2 separate regions of the Gasterosteus aculeatus genome follow, and region 2 is linked to region 1. The links are chromatin contacts, called in public Hi-C maps. All regions are on one chromosome and are shown on one strand. Each heading gives the region's core, a stretch centred on a gene start, on an enhancer-like site or on the middle of the called end of the contact. The rest is flanking DNA. Distances are from core to core; before and after follow the strand shown. Region 1 overlaps trim45 (tripartite motif containing 45). Region 2 overlaps man1a2 (mannosidase, alpha, class 1A, member 2).

Region 1 (2,700 bases), core at 89-2,588:
GAACATTCACCACCAACAGGTCGAAGGCAGAGGAGCGAAGACGTGTCACAGCTCGCTTCTTCAGCTTGAATCGACACTTTTATTTCTTCCACAAAAATCAACCTCAGCGTAAGAACATCAGATGATGCTGCAATGTGTTTTTAATGATATTTATAATGATCAAGTAGATTACATTTTGTAAACCTCAAAACAATATTTAAAAAAACCCCTCAGTTTTGCGTGAAAATATGTTGCGTCTCTTCCTGCGTCTCAGTGCCATTAAAAGCTCACAACACATCTGATGCTTTCACACAACCGCTTCATCATCTTCAGCCTGTGTGTGTGTCTGTGTGATGAAGCTGATGAAATATTGTAACTTCCTCCGCAATCGTTTTTTTTTTTTGTAGATCCCAAAGCATCAAACTTTGAAATAAAGAGATCCAACCTTGAGATGTTTCTCTCTTTTTCTCCAACGATGATGCAGAAACCACCTCTCTGCTCCGAGCAGCTTATCGAGTTATTATGAATGAAGATGATTCGCAGGAACAAGGACGGAAAGTTGGTCACGGTCACCGTTGGGGTCAAAGGGGGGGACTGAAGGAAGAGGCGAGCAGCTCTCTGCTGCCGCCCGGTGGTGCAGAGAGAGAGACGCTAGTTGGTATGAAAACAGTCCTTTTGGGGGGGAGATGCGTTCCTTTAATAAAGAAAAGCAGCAGGTGAAGTGTGTAAAAAAGTGTTTATTGACGAACGTCTGAGATGAATGTAAGTGAACTGCAGCGTCACGTCCATCTTTAATATTCTTTATTAAACTTTCCATCAGCAGCATATAACAAACATTATGTGGCTCTGCTCATGTTATATATAATCATATCAGCTATTAGTTGTGGTTTCATGTTAAATATGGCACGTTTGGTGGGATGTATCATATGGTTAATATTAAAAAGCGCCTTGCAGGAGGCGAGATAGAAACAGAAGCCATGAAGACATTAATAAAGTAATAATAATGAAAGATTGTTATAATGTCAAAGCATCTGTTCTCTTGTATAACAGTCTTCAGTGTGGATTTTTAAGAAGAATTATCTTTATATTACAGAATTACAATTGTAAAGCACTAGATCACAAAATATACTTTCCTCGGTATAAAAATGCAAAAGTAATAAAGTTCCACAACTTGCAAATTCTTCGTTACTTTCTACACTGAAGACATTAAGAACTGAGTTCAGCCCCTTTCTGAAAATGACAGCAGCTTCCAGGTGCAAAGAACGTAAGAAACATGAACACCGCTGAGAGGTGCAGAAGGCTGCAGGAGGTGCAGAAGGCTGGAGGAGCTGCAGAAGGCTGGAGGGGGTGCAGAAGGATGTAGGAGCTGCAGAAGGCTGGAGGGGGTGCAGAAGGATGCAGGAGCTGCAGAAGGATGCAGGAGGAACGAATGATCAATATCAATAAGGCCGTCACAAAGAAGTATCATCAAACTGGTGCTGGCAGAAATAACATCCAGTCAACCTGTTCCTGAGGGCCCCAGGAGAAGGTCTCGCCTCCTCGTCTCCTCAGAGCTCGACGGTCCGCAGGTGTCCTCGGGGAGAGACGGCGGCCACCACGCTGGGGGGCAAACACTCGGACCGCTCCGCCGTGCTGCCGCAGCACGACCAGTGAGGCCTCCCGGGGTGTCCCCTGTGCCCGTGACCGCAGCCTTTGAACCCCCCTGCAGAGGGACAATGACGGGACAGACAAGACGGGAGGACAGGTGTGAACAGGAGGACACGGCTTACGGGCAAATAGTTGCAGCTTCAATTATTCAAAACAGCATCAGCCTCTGAGAGGGAGTCATGAGTTCCTCCTCCACGTCTCTGTGGACACGGTGGGTTGGACGGAGAAGGAAATGATGTCTTTTATTGTAATTATGGGACAGAAGAAGCTTCTCAGGGAGAAAATAGAGCCACTTTTGTGAAAATGGCTCCGTGATGAGCCTCCCTCTCGTCCATCAGATCCGTCCTCTCCCCGTGTCCTCTTTGTCCCCGTGGGGACACTGGAGTACCTGGCATGGACCCCGCGCAGCCACAGCGAGCCTCTTTGGATCCTCCGCTGGAGCAGAAGGAGCAGCAGTGGAACGTCCCGCCGTGACGCCTCAACTTCCTCTTCACCTGCAGAGCGAAGGGGGAACCCTGCAGGACGGGACGGGACGGGGACAGTCAGCTGGTTCGCCCGTCTCTTTTACTTGTCAAATATCCCAGCAGGAAAAAGTGACATTCTAATAAATGTAAAGCAGGTAAGTAAATAAAACTGTGATGCAGAGTGAATCTGCCATTAGAAATAAAACGTATAAATAATGTTATTTTACGTTCATGTTATGATTTATTGTATTTATTATTTCTAATTTGTTTATTTACTTCCTCTGCATGCTGGGAGCTGAGCGTCGTACCTTGACGTGTTGACCTTTCACACAGACCCCCACGGCGTACGGCCCCGGCTCCCCGGCTGCGTACGAGACTCCGTAGGATCCGTCTGCGCCATCGGACACCGTCACCTCCAACGCGCTGAAAGGACGGAGAAGTCCTCAGAGACAGACGCCAGGGACCTGGATCACCTTCCAAAAGACCCCCCCCCCCCCATAGATATAGAGCTGCTGCCTGGCTCAAGGGTCTGTGTGAACTCACCAGTCCTCCTTCTCCTTGTGGACGACGCTGACCAGGACGTGCTCCCCACCGCGCTGCACCTGCTGCC
Region 2 (2,700 bases), core at 23-2,522, 43 kb before region 1:
TCGACTCAAGCTTTTTACTTAAGTATAAAAGTACTGGTTTCAAAACTACTTAAAGTATAAAAGTAAAAGTAATGTAAGAAATTCCATTAAGGACAAACTCTTAATGCGTAACTTCGCTCACACAACACGTCAGTCCGCTACAATGTGATCAGAAGGCGCTTGCAGATCACGTGACCTGCCGTTGGGATGGTGGAAACAACAACAACAACAACAACAAATGTATCTGACTTAAACAGATAAAACCACAACCCATTTTCCAGTGACACGAGTCACACACACGTCGTTCGCATTGATGAGGTAGACTGCAGCGTCTCCCCCGGGTTCACTACGTATAATGATGGGAAACACTGAACTGGCAGCGGTCGGTTATCAAACATTGACCAAATAACCAGAATGTTCAGGCTTTACGAGCAAATACAGAATCCCTTTGTGTTCATTTGCAAAGCCGCATTAAGACACACGTCACTTTATTTAATACGCTGCTTGCAAGTCGCTGTGTGCCAGTCTCAATAAAACATTTAGGACAAACCATGAAGATGCTCATCTAACATTACATATAATCTGCGTGAGGAAGAGGAGGAGGAAGAGGAGGAGGGTCCATGTCGCTAAATACCAACTTTCCCCATCGGGTGTCTGGATGCTAAATGTTTATACTTCTCATCCAAACACAATCACATCCACTGTGTCCGGATGGCGCCGTTTATCTGGATGGGTTTTTTGTGTTTTTGAACGACGACAAGCCGGAAGTAACGAGGCTGTTTTTAAAATGTGAGGAGTAGAAAAGTACAGATATTTGCGTGAAAATGTAAGGAGTAAAAAGTCGTCTGAACAAAATAAATACTCCAGTAAAGTATAGATACCCAAAATTTCTACTCAAGTACAGTAACGAAGTATTTGTACTTCGAAGTATTTGTACTTCGTTACTTGACACCTCGGTCCCCTCCTCACCCGTCCGGTCGTAGGACTCGTGGCAGGTGTGTGCGATCTCGGCCCCCAGCTGCAGGTAGTGTCCGGCCTTGTCGTCAGGCGAGCCGTCGGCGCCAAGCGCGAACATGCCGCCGGCGAAGCAGGCCAGGTGGCCCATCTTCCTCTCCAGGTGGCCGTTCTTCCACTCGCCGATGAACGTCAGGCCGCCGTTGGATTTGCGTATCAGGTGGCGCTCGATGGCCTGGAGAGAGGGGCGAGGGGGGGGGGGGACACATTAAGTGTACGAATATGTACGAGTGTATTTATATGCAGCTCGAGGACGTGTGAAACGTGTGTTAGTGAAGAGATGAAGTCCACACAGATTTTATTACAGCAGGAATGTGGGTGGAGGTTGTGAACAGAATATATATAAGTGTGAGTGTGTGTGTGTGTGTGTGTGTGTGTGTGTGTGTGTGTGTGTGTTGACATTGAGTGTGTGTGCATGAGGGTCAAACCGAAGGAAACAGAACAAAGACAGATTTTAAACCCGTCCACACCAATCATCTACTCGACAGGCCACTAACCAGCGCCTCCTGCTGCGTCCGTAAGTAAAGTGACCCGCCCACCTGACCGCCCACCTGACCGCCCACCTGACCCGCCCACCTGACCCGCCCACCTGACCTTCTGCTGAAGGACGTTTGGTACAATCCAGTGACGGTTTATCTCCGTTCTAAAGAAGACGACATCGCTTTCGCCAGATGAGACAATCGCTGAAGCATTTAGGTTGAGTCGGCCGGCTAGTTAGCTACTTAGCTAGCTGAGCAAAGTGATCGTCACCATGACAACCAACAACACCACCCTTTGTAGAGTACGTATCATTAATTTTAATTGTGTGTTTTTAATGTAAAGCTACAATTAATATTTCATCTGCCACAGCTGTGTTTTTTGTCTTGACTTACTGATCAATTCATTCATTATTTATTACGTTATTTGCATTTACACTCATTCTGAATGTGTGTAAATTATATTCATGTAGACGCGTGTCTGCATATGGCGGAGGGAGTGAGCGCAGCCCTCGAACACGCGGTACCTCGATGGCGTCGTCGTAGGTCCTGCGCGCCTCCGTGTCCGTCTTGTCCGACATGAGCCACGCCTTCAGCAGGTACTCGTAGAAACTGTCCCCGAGTCCCCCGACCGACGTGTGGTCTGAAAAGAGCAGGCGGGGTAAAGAAAAGGGTTAGAGTGGAGGGAGGAACACACGCACACACACACACACACACACACACACAATCTGCTTCAGAACATTAAAAACCAACTGAACTAAATGTGATCCACCGATTGGACCCTGGCGCCTCCAACCAAATAATACAAAATTAAAAACAATGAACAGCTCATTTTAATTTGACCGTCTTCACTTTGGAGATATCTAACTTTTCGATTTAGTCTTAATTGTGATATTTTCCCTTGATATCGAGCGAGGACGTTGTGATTGCAGGTTTCAGTCTCTGTGTCGAGCCGCCTTTAATAGGTTTAACTACGGCGTGAACTGATCTGTTAACTGATGATAATCCACCGATGAAGAGGAGATCGACCGGCTTGTCGCGTGTGTGTGTATGTGTGTGTGTGTGTGAGAGGTGTGTGTGATAATAAGGCCATCAGTCACAGCAGGATCTCATTAAGAAAAAGGAGCTCAGCCTGATTCCTCATTAGTGCGCCTTAACTACTGACTACACACCTTACGCCACACACACACACACAAATCCAAAGAACAAAAGCGGCTATTAATATAAAAAC

Evidence for each region. A called contact is a pair of places that touch in the nucleus more often than the background predicts.
Region 2: a contact with region 1 is called in a Hi-C map of whole body, with 5 times the contacts expected there. The contact joins two enhancer-like sites. A contact is called at or near these places in 5 of 6 Hi-C or Micro-C datasets (liver, skeletal muscle, tail fin and 1 more).

The regions. Positions count from the first base shown.
Region 1 is chr16:18,608,664-18,611,363 of fGasAcu3.hap1.1, reverse strand. trim45 (tripartite motif containing 45) reads right to left here. Exons shown (of 9, transcript XM_078090840.1): 5 at 2,634-2,700; 6 at 2,399-2,513; 7 at 2,015-2,141; 8 at 1,483-1,681; 9 at 764-1,383. The coding sequence ends at 1,527. Among protein-coding and RNA genes, the nearest start is that of LOC120833624, 5.2 kb to the right of the region's middle. Within about 2 kb of position 1,338, at least 4 of the 9 cell types and tissues checked have open chromatin away from gene starts, as enhancers often do.
Region 2 is chr16:18,651,388-18,654,087 of fGasAcu3.hap1.1, reverse strand. man1a2 (mannosidase, alpha, class 1A, member 2) reads right to left here. Exons shown (of 14, transcript XM_078090857.1): 10 at 1,997-2,112; 11 at 949-1,168. Among protein-coding and RNA genes, the nearest start is that of tent5c, 9.3 kb to the left of the region's middle. Within about 2 kb of position 1,272, at least 1 of the 9 cell types and tissues checked has open chromatin away from gene starts, as enhancers often do.